Regions from separate parts of the Lactuca sativa genome. Here region 1 is linked to region 2. The links are chromatin contacts, called in public Hi-C maps. All regions are on one chromosome and are shown on one strand. The core of a region is the stretch at or near the end of the contact, and the rest is flanking DNA. Distances in the headings are between cores, read along the strand shown.

Region 1 (5,528 bases), core at 2,082-4,581, 370 kb before region 2:
TCGATGTAACCCTATTTTGAGTGTGTGTGAGGCTAAAAGAGTGTTTTTGGTGCATTTCTTGAAGAGGTTTGAAGAGCTAGGAGCTTGGAACGAGAAGGGGCTTGTAGATCCAACATCTACATCATTTTGGCATCCATTTGAAGGTAAAAAGTCATTACCTTGATCATATTCTTACTAGATCTATTCATCCAAGAGTTTAGGGCCATTTATAGCTTATCTTTGAAGCATTTCTGATTTTGAGCACGATTTGAAGTCGTAACTTCAAATTTGGACTCCTCTAGGCCCTCTTTGACATAAAGGCTCAAGCTTTATGAAGCTTTGGCCCTTCTCCTTACCCTAAACCTCTTCCTAAGGCTAGTTTTGAGTGTTTTGGCTTCTTGAAGCCTTGCATGCACGTAAAGTTAGCAACTTTACGTGATAACTAAACCCTAGGAGTTTAGATCTACAGTTTGGAGCCTTGGTTTCGCTTAGAAACGTTTGAATGAGAAAAGGACTGAAGGAACTCGACGAGTTGCATAGTCAACTCGACGAGTTGGATGAAGGTTTCCCGCTTTTTGGATTCTGCATGAACTCGACGAGTTGGTTAGGTTTCTCCCAATATTCTGGATGATGTATGGACTCGACGAGTTACTTGGTAACTTGGCGAGTTGACTGGGGTTTTCGCGACTTTCTGAGTTCTAAAGGAGCTTGACGAGTCTGTAAGCTGCACTCGACGAGTTGGGTCAACATGGACTGTTGACCTTGACCGTTGACTTTGAATTTGACCAAGGGTTGACCAATTTGACTTTTGAGGGTATTTTGGTAGTTTAAGTATTTATGGAAGTGGATCATTGTGGTTGTAGGTGTTGGTGTTTGGTGCCGTGTTTCGAGAGTTTGATATTTCAGTTCCGACCGACATTGAAGTGAGTTGTACTCACTATACTAACAGGGTCGAAGGCACCAATGCCAACCCTTCTTTTTGGATTGATATCCCGGTTATTGCAGGATGATATGCTTAGTGACCTGTTAGGTTGGTATCCTGGTATATATGATGATGCTGTGTTAGTGACCAGTTAGGTCGGTATCCTGGTATATAGGATGATGCTATGATTAGTGATCTGTTAGATCGGTTTGACTATTTGTATATGCTAGCATTTGTTATCTATGTGTTAATTGTATGATTGGGGGTGGGTTGAGGCGGACCTGCTTTGTGTTGTAGGCCAACATTCCCAGGGCGGCCCAGATAGACTACAGGGCATGGGGGCATATCAGTCAGGCCGAAGGCTCGGAGCACGGTCCAGGCAGGCTGAAGGCCCGATGAGGCGGACCAGACATGCTGAAGGTTCTGAGAGTGGGCCAAACAGACTGAAGGATCGGTAAGGGCGGTCCAATCATACTGTAGACTCTTTATGCATCCTGTTTGTTATTATATGGTTATGGTTTGTATGACGTTGGTATTTTGGGGAAACTCACTAAGATTCGGGCTTACAGTTTTGGATTTTGTTTCAGGTACTTCGGATGATCGCGGGAAGGCGAATGCGTGATCGTGCATCTCCTTTCATTTTTATGATTTGATTTCTAGGATACTTTGATATGAAACTATTTTGAAAACTTTTTGTAATAAATGATGGTTTTTGAATGCTTGAAAAAGTTTTAAATTTTCATGAATTTTATGGATGTTAGAAATGGATCGGTTTCAAAAAATGTGCACCCGTAGATGTCAAATTTAAATATTAAGAAGTAATGGATCGGTTTGATGTACTAGTACTTTTTTTTATGTTATTATATTCGGACGAAAAAAAATTGTGCCACTGCAATGACAACTTTCTGCGTCCGCCACCGTGGGAAACATAACAACATGTTGAAGAAATTGAATAGAGGATAATGACGGTATGTAGAAGCAATAAGGAAAATGCAAGACACGAATGAGAAGGAGACGATACTTTTAACCATAAAAAAGGGTTAGTCGATGACAAGACCAACTGTAGCCGCAACTCCAAAAACCCAAGCCAGCTTGAATAGAAGCCAGGGCTCCAAACCAGCCAACCAAAAGAAAAGTGGTTTGGCTAGGCTCAATACTTGTTATTGTTCCTAAGAATGGTTGGGATTTATTGTATGATAAATACGAGCACTTTCCCTTTTGCCAAGCCATTTGTAGGTTTGATCCTAAATTTTGTACTAGAAGTTCTAAGAAAGGTTTTAGGTGTGATGCTATTATCTTGTTTAGACTTCGGGTTAACAATCTTACCCTTAGAATGAAAAAGGACTTTGCTTGATTGTAGAGACTTGGAATTTGGGAATCTAGAAGCATAAATATTACTGTATATATCTATGTGATGTATTTTAGTTTGGTTTAAAATGCTTACTATTTAAATGTTTCTACCCATTATTTGTGGCATTTTCGGCGTTTCACTTTGGACTTGGATTGTTGCCTTCATTCAATATCCTTCGAAAGTTAACTCTAAGTTAATTCACTTGGATTTCCAAGCCTATTATATTTTTACATTTATTCATAATAGAAGATTTGGAAGGCCAACAACCGAAGATTGTTGGATATTTAGAAGGCCACATAATATCTAATGGTAGCAAACTTGCGAGCGGGGATGTTAGTGTAGCAAATTAATATATAGTATTAGCCGCTTATGTAATTTGTATATTGGCTCATGTCATTCTCGGCCAATACATGTAATATTGCGATAGATTTACCTTTGATGAGAAAAGATCATTGATAATACATATTTTGTCAAACACTCCTAATGCTAAATAAGGTATACATTAATATAGTGTATTCAAGAAAATAACTTTGAATATTAGTTTGGTTTTTATTTTATTTTAATAGTATCATTACTTGAATTTGATAGTTTTGGTTGTGATTCATACGCTTCTTTTTTATATTTTTGTATGTTTAATTAATATATATTATTAGTAAATATCACTATTATGAGTTATTGTTTTATTTAATATAAAGTGGTACTTTTGTTTTTCGATATCTGTTGATATATACCTAAATTAGGCTAATTCCCATAAACCATTTCTTACCTACCTTAGTAATAATAATAAGATGATAAGTTTTGGTAAAATTTAACATTTTCTGTTTTTCTTTAATCAACATTAGTTTTTCTCTTCACCAATAGAAATCATTACTTGAAATTATAAATTAAGCTTTAATCACCTCATGTTCTTGAAACTTTTGTACGTATTTAAACATTTAATTGTATAATTAAACATTTATTAGATAATTAATCACATCAAAGTTCAAACAATAAATCAAATTAAATATTAAATTTGGTGTGAGATTTTATCATTAAAAAAAGTGATTAGTATTTACATTTATTTCCCTAGATCACATGAAGATGAAAATATGGACATTTGCTTAAGAAACGCTTCTCCTTCTTCCTCTCTCCCTTTCTGTCCCCTTTCACACTCGCTTCACACACTAAATCTACTCACAAATCTATGATCAGATCTTGATTCTATACTTCCCAATCTTCAATTTCTGCTTTATCACAATCCTCTCAAAATCAATGGGGCATATCAATCTCACTTCACCCAAGCAACGCAACATTCCCACCCGAAAATGGCAACTTCTCGACTTCGTATCCATGGTCTTCTTCGCCGTCGTAATCCTCTTCTTTCTCCTCATATTTACCCCTCTCGGTGACTCCCTTGCCGCCTCTGGTAGCCAAGCTTTGATCCGTTCCAACACCGCCGATCCAAAGCAACGCCACCGACTCATTGCTCTGGTTGAAGCCGGTAAACATCCGCAAATTGAATCATGCCCTGCCGACACTGTGGATTACATGCCCTGTGAAGATCCGACCAGGAACAGTCAGCTTAGCAGGGAGATGAATTTCTACCGGGAAAGGCATTGTCCGTCGCCGGATGAGACGTCGTTGTGCTTGATCCCTGCGCCTCAAGGTTATCATGTCCCGATTCAATGGCCTGAGAGCTTACACAAGGTGAATTTAGTTACCATATCTCCGATTTCTGCTTATCTGATTCTATTTAGGGTTGCTGTAGCATTTTATTAGAGTTTTTCTAGTATCTCAGATTTGAACATCAGAGTTAGCAAATTCAGTTAGATAGTTTTGTCAAACTGTTGCCTGAGTAGCTACATTTTCTGTCCTTATCCTGAACATGTATATATACCAGTAGTCATAAGATGCCACACATAGTCTATGAATATCTAGTAAGTTAGGGTTTTGATATAGATTTGATCATGTTAAGAGATGCATACATTGTCTGAATGAGCTCTCGTGGACAATGAAGTGCCAGAACGAAAACGGAGCAATGTTTGAATGAATCCTTGTAACCATAGTGTGATGCAAAACTATTGCATTATAATTTGATCATGCTTTCATGTCCCATTTAATATGATCTTTTGAAAAGTTCTTTGTTCCTCTTTGTCTTCTCAAGCTGCATTGAAGAGCACAAATACCTGTTGTGGACTTGTGGTTTTGTGTAGTAGTTTCATATAGCTCAAATTTGTACATATACATGACCTATAATAAAGAACCCTTTATCTTTCTTGTGCAGATTTGGCATGAAAACATGCCATATAACAAAATAGCAGACAGGAAAGGTCATCAAGGATGGATGAAAAAAGATGGTCCATACTTCATCTTTCCAGGTGGTGGCACTATGTTTCCAGATGGAGCCACACAATACATTGCAAAACTCAAACAATACATTCCTATTTCTGGTGGGGTCCTAAGAACAGCTCTTGATATGGGATGTGGGGTAAGAACCAACAACTAAAAAAAACCTTGTATCATCTCTTTCCTTCTGTCACCAAAACCTTTCAAGTTTTAACCAAAAAAACCATTTTCTTTTTTCTTTTCAGGTTGCTAGTTTTGGAGGTCACCTACTAGAAGAAGGCATCTTGACACTCTCTTTTGCTCCAAGAGATTCACACAAATCACAAATACAATTTGCTTTGGAAAGAGGAATTCCCGCTTTTGTTTTGATGCTTGGCACTCGCAGACTTCCTTTTCCTGCAGCTTCATTTGACTTAATGCACTGCTCTCGTTGTTTGATCCCTTTTACTGCATACAGTGAGTCTACTTTTACCTTTTTTATAATATTTCCCATATCATGTACTTGAATACTTCTACTTTTTACTAAAAGAAACAACATTTTATTTAACAGATGCAACATATTTTCTGGAGGTTGACCGATTACTACGCCCTGGTGGATACCTAGTCATCTCTGGCCCACCTGTACAATGGCCCAAACAAGATAAAGAATGGGCTGATCTTCAAGCAGTCGCTAGAGCATTATGCTATGAGTTAATTGTTGTAGATGGGAATACTGTTATCTGGAAAAAACCCATTGGTGATTCATGTCTACAGAATCAAAATGAATTAGGGCTTGAATCTTGTGATGAGTCTGATGACCCAAGTTCTGCATGGTAATCTTGTTATTAAGTTGAAACTTTTTGCCCTTTCTTGAAAGCTTGAAACAATGTATTTTTTTTTTAATGCAGGTATGTGAAGCTGAAAAAATGTGTGAGTCAGACGACTGTTATAAGAGAAGAAATTGCTGTTGGG
Region 2 (5,861 bases), core at 1,784-4,283:
TGTTCCAATTTTTAAGATTTTCTCCATTAAAGTGTTCTTGGGTATTTTTCTATATTTCAGTTGATTATGTGTTCAGGTGATATTTGTGTTAGATTGTTGTGGGTTAAATATGTTAAACGATCTTTTGATTGAATTAGTATGTTGGATAATTTTGTTTCTGATTTGAGATGAAGTTTTGATGGAGCATCGATATTAATTTTGAAAGACTTGAACTATTTTTTTTTATAGTAATCAATGTTTATGCTTCATTTTTATTCTAATTCGTGTGATGAGCTTGATGTTGGTATTTGTTCGAGTTCCATGTGTGTGTGTATTTGAAGTTGCAGGTGTTTATGTTGGGTGAGATTGTAGTTTTTATTTTTTATTTTTAATTATTTAAATACGAAAATAAATAAAAAAATAGAAAAAAATAAAAATGGTAAAATCGACTTTTCAAGTGTATCAGGGACCAAAAACCCAGAAATTTTTTGATTTTTAACGAAAGTTGAAAGCTTTTAAATTCTATCCGAGGTTTTTTGAATACCATAAGAACTACTCCAGTTTTGTCTTGATTTTATAATTATGTTTTAGTTTCTTGGAGGATATGAAAACCACGAAGGTAAACTAAACGTTTTATATAGATCAAACTATGAAATATTAAAAATTAAAATTATCTTAGGCTGAGGGAGTGGTGCCACCGAAATCGCACTCTCTCCCCCGCCACATCAGCACCATGTCATTTTTTACCACTCAAGTGTGGTTTCTTGCCACACTAAGGGTGTGGTGCCACACTTTTTATTTTTTTTATTTTTTTTGTTTTTTTTAAGTATTTTAATATAATAAAACTTCTTTTTTTTAACTATTTTAATTTAATATAACTTCTATTTTAATAAAAAAACATAATTCTTCATTACTTGAAAATAAAAAATAAAAAACTGTACATTACGTTACAAAAAAAAAAACACACACAAACATGTCATTTAAATAACCCTAGAAACTTAAAAAACATAAATAAAATAACTAAAGCAAACTACATAAAGTCGTTATCCGAGAACTCGTCTTCGGGGTCATCCGGTGGATCCAAATTAAGGTTAATGTTTTGAACCCCGTAAATGTGTTCCACCAAGTCATTGCGAAGATTGTGAAATGTTTCAGTGCAATGTATCTCTGCTCTCCTGTTTATATACTCTTCGCCACCAATTTCTATTGGTTGTGTCTCTGGTATGATTTCTTCCTCGTCAAACGCACATATCGCTCTTCCTTCGTCTTCAATAATCATGTTATGCAATATAATACATGTATACATGATTTCTTGAAGTTTTTCCTCGCCCAAATAAGCTGCTGGTTTTTTCAATATGAACCACCGTTTCTTCAGAGCTCCAAAAGCACGCTCAACATCCTTCTTAGCTCTTTCTTGAGCTCTTTTGAATTTCTTTCGTCTAGAACCATGTGGAGCTGAAAACGATTTAACAAACACAACATACTCAGGATAGATTCCATCGACCAGATAATAACCATACTTATATGGCGTTCCACGCACTTGAAAAGAAGAATCTGGTGCAGATCCATCGTATATGTTGTTAAATATTGGTGAACGGTTAAGAACGTTGATGTCGTTAATCGAACCAAGAGAACCAAAAAAAACATGCCAAATCCACATATCTTGTGATGCAACTGCTTCAAGTATGACCGTTGGGTGACCATGATCACCTCGGGTAAATTGCCCATGATATGCTGTAGGGCAATTTTCCCATGCCCAATGGAGACAATCTAAGCTTCCTAGCATTCCAGGAAACCCGTGCACACTAGCATGATGAGCTTGCAATTGCAGGATGTCATTACGTGTAGGCTTACATAAATATTTTGGACCATAAAACTGAATCACAGTTTTGCAGAAAAAATGGAGACTGTCTCATGCTATCCTAGCAGACATCCTAAAACTTTCGTCTAACGCATCAGGCGGAATGCCATATGCTAACTGACGAAGTGCGGCCGTGCATTTTTGTAAGGGAGTGAAACCGAGTGTACCTCTAGCATCGTAACGTTGTTGGAAAAAACTGCACTCCCTCGTTACATCTTCAACTATACGTTCGAATAAACCTTTGAGCATTCTGAAGCGCCTATGAAAATAATACCCTTGGTAAGTGGCATTCTTTGCAAAATAGTCTTGCACCAAACGTTGGTTGGCTTCTTCACGATTTCTGTAAATGTATCTTCATGTTCTCTGTTGAGAACTTGCAGCTGCGTTGTTACATACAACGTTGTATGTTTGTTCCACCATTTGAACATACGCAATAGCGGTATAAAAAATAGTCTGAAATTCTTCAGAAGATGAAGAAGATGACATTTTTGGGAGAGTAGTGATTTAAAAAAAATATTTTTTTTGAAAGATAGAGGAGATTGTGTTGTGAAAAAAAAAAGTTAAGTTGATATGTGTATATATAGGAAAGAAAAAACAAAAAAAAAAGAAAAAAAAATAAACGAATCTTGCATTTCAACGGTCAAAAAGTGACCACCCAATCAGAATTCACGGTCTTCAGGGGCCGCACCGCGGTTTAGACCGCAGGAAACCGCACCCTGAGGGCGGTGTTCCATGCTTAGTTGGCAGAGAACCGCGGTCTCAGACAGCACCAAACCTGCTAGCCTTATGAATGATAAGAAGATAGAATTATTTTATCAAAAGTCAAAACAATGTACGGTTTTTAAGAGCTCCTTTTGAAAATAAACTTCAGAATTTCCAAGTGACATTTTGTTTTTTTCTCTTCGTGATATTGAGTTATTGACTTGAATTCACAAATATTTTTTGTTTTGTTTAAAACAAGACATTTTAAGTATTTAATCTATTAGCAATAAATGTTTATTAACATAAATAGCGGATTGCATGTCATATTTGTTTATTTATAAACAAAATAAAAATTAATAAAAAAAATCGAGAAATAAGAAAAGACTTTCTCTCTGTTTGTGTGTGTGAGAGAGAAGAGAGTATGAAAAGAGTGAAGAGTCAACCAACCGACCCTTTTTTACTGTGAAACCTTTTCTGATTGTTTTGTATTTGTAAGGCTTCGAAGGCTCCACACACATTATCTCCTTCTTCTTCCTCCCCATCTCTTCTCTCTCTCCAATTTACAAGAAATCTTTTTGTTTTTCTTTAACTTCTCTCTCTTTCTCTCTCTCAGCTCATGATCCAAAAGCCAAAGTCAAGCATGCATATAGCTCTTCCCTCTCCCATTTAGGGTTTCAGCACATTCCTTATTTTCTTAGAGAGAGAAAGAGAGAGGGAGAACCACAAATCCACCTCAATCCACCAATTACTGAGAGAGAGAGAGAGTCTTTTTTTCTTTTCTTATTTTCTACCCATTTCTTCTTTCTATTCATTTTGTGAGTTGGAAAGAAAACCCGTTTTTGCTCTATCTATTCGTAGAAAGATTTGTTCGTGTTTCGATGAATTTGTGTAATGAATATTGAAAAAGGGTTTGAAACTTTGAAGTGGGTGTAGGTTTTATTAAATAAACAAAGGTGGGTTTTTTTTCTTTATCCAAGTGAAGTGAAATTTCATGAGTTTTGGGGGTTTTCTTGATAACAGTCACGCCGGCGACGGTGGAGGAGGTGGTGGTGCTAGAATCGTCGCTGATATTCCTTATAATATGCGCGGTGGCGCTTTGTCTCAGCCTCTCTCCAAGTCCATGTTCTCCTCCCCCGGCCTTTCACTTGCTCTTGTAATCCTCTATATTTCTTTTTAAAACACACACACATACTTGTGTTTTTTCTTTTACAGAAAATGGCTGGTGGTGGCGTTGACAGTTGTGGTGTGTGTATGAACTGATCTACTTTATTTCTTTATATTTCAGCAAACAACGATGGAGGGTGGTGGAGGTGGAGGCGGAGGAGGTGGGATTGGTGATATCGGAAGAATGCCAGAAAGCTACGAGATCAGCGGTGGCGGTGGCGGTAGAAGGAGCCGCGATGAGGAGCACGAGAGTAGATCTGGCAGTGATAACATGGATGGTGGCGCCTCGGGTGACGATCCCGATGCCGACGACGGAAAACCACCACGAAAAAAAAGATACCATCGTCACACTCCTCAACAAATCCAAGAACTTGAAGCGTACAATTACATCGTTTTTTTTTCTTTTCTAAAACTAGTTCAATCAAAAAGATTAAACCTTTTTTCATGGGGTTTTTCAGATTATTCAAAGAGTGCCCACATCCTGATGAAAAACAACGATTGGAACTTAGCAGAAGATTATGTTTAGAGACGCGACAAGTCAAATTTTGGTTCCAAAATCGTCGTACACAGATGAAAGTAAGAAGAACTGTAAACAACTTCAATCTTTTTTCCGACAATCATCTGAAAAAGACTGACACCTTATGTTTCAAAATTTCTATTTTATGGTTGCCAGACGCAATTAGAGCGTCACGAGAATTCAATTCTTCGACAAGAAAATGATAAGCTTCGAGCCGAAAACATGTCAATTCGAGAAGCAATGAGGAACCCGATGTGCTCAAATTGTGGTGGTCCGGCCATGATAGGTGATATTTCATTAGAAGAACAACACCTCAGAATCGAAAACGCTCGCTTAAAAGACGAACTAGATCGTGTTTGTGCACTCGCCGGAAAATTCCTCGGCCGCCCCGTCTCCTCCATGGCTCCTCCCATGCCAAACTCTAGCTTAGAACTTGGCGTTGGCGGCAACAATCATTTCGGTGGTGGTGGAGTTCTCAGTTCCACCGCCTCAGCGTTACCTCTAGGCCCACCCGATTTCGGTGTCGGAATCTCCACCGCTTCTTCTGTTGTTCCATCTTCAAGAGCAAGTAATAACGTAATGGGAATCGATCATTCCCTTGAAAGATCCATGTACCTTGAACTCGCGTTAGCTGCCATGGATGAATTAGTCAAATTAGCTCAAACAGATGAACCACTTTGGCTTCGCATAGAAGGTGGTCGTGAAATCATGAACCCAAATGAGTATTCAAGAGCTATTACTCCTTGCATCGGATTGAAACCAAATGAATACGTCTCCGAAGCTTCACGGGAAACCGGAATGGTAATCATCAATAGCTTGGCTCTCGTCGAAACACTCATGGATTCGGTAATTCCCATTCCATTCCATCCCGATTCTGATTCCATTTCCATTTCCGTTATCTTTTACATGTTTCCAACGAACAATTTAACCTAATTTCGTTCCTTTTTAATCAGAACAAATGGGCGGAAATGTTTCCGTGTATGATTGCTAGAACTTCAACGACCGATGTGATTTCAAATGGCATGGGAGGAACAAGAAACGGTGCACTTCAATTGGTAATATTGGGATCAAAATCCCGGAGTTATTAATTTATTTTATTTTATTATATAGTTTTCAATCATTTTATTAATTTAAATATAAATATTTTAGATGCATGCGGAGTTACAAGTTCTTTCCCCATTAGTTCCTGTTCGTGAGGTCAATTTTCTTCGATTTTGCAAGCAACATGCAGAAGGCGTGTGGGCGGTGGTTGATGTATCAATAGATACAATCCGGGAAAACTCACCGTCTTTTTCAAGTTGCAGGAGGCTTCCCTCCGGTTGTGTTGTTCAAGATATGCCAAATGGCTACTCTAAGGTAAGCCACTGTTGACTTCAAAAAAGTTCAAGTTTTATATTGGTGAAATTTTATCTTTTAAAGCTTGAAATGTGTTATGATGTAAGTAAGTTCGTAAAAATTCAATGTGATTCTTGTGCCTTTTTGATATCTTGAACGATTCTTATCGATCTTGAAGTAAAAAGTCGAGCGGTTTGACTACTAAAAGTCAAGGTTTTAAATGTTCTTTAGCATTTATGGAGTATGTCAAGTAGGTATGCTTGGTGTTGATCTTTAATGAGTTTGTTGGCATATCTCATCACC

What was found. Hi-C and Micro-C count contacts between places; a contact is called where the count stands out from the background.
Region 1: a contact with region 2 is called in a Hi-C map of leaf, with 3 times the contacts expected there. The contact joins the promoter of LOC111878496 here to the promoter of LOC111878497 in region 2. A contact is called at or near these places in 3 of 4 Hi-C or Micro-C datasets (leaf and seed).

Annotation. Positions count from the first base shown.
Region 1 is chr4:58,571,291-58,576,818 of Lsat_Salinas_v11, reverse strand. LOC111878496 (probable pectin methyltransferase QUA3) reads left to right here and starts at 3,331. Exons shown (of 7, transcript XM_023875005.3): 1 at 3,331-3,938; 2 at 4,516-4,719; 3 at 4,823-5,033; 4 at 5,128-5,389; 5 at 5,465-5,528. The coding sequence starts at 3,504.
Region 2 is chr4:58,195,933-58,201,793 of Lsat_Salinas_v11, reverse strand. LOC111878497 (homeobox-leucine zipper protein ANTHOCYANINLESS 2) reads left to right here and starts at 3,033. Exons shown (of 10, transcript XM_023875007.3): 1 at 3,033-3,495; 2 at 3,563-3,695; 3 at 3,828-4,084; 4 at 4,165-4,282; 5 at 4,380-5,069; 6 at 5,177-5,278; 7 at 5,373-5,579. The coding sequence starts at 3,624. LOC111878593 (protein ALP1-like) reads right to left here and starts at 1,765. Exons shown (of 1, transcript XM_023875114.2): 1 at 1,010-1,765. The coding sequence starts at 1,765. The coding sequence ends at 1,010.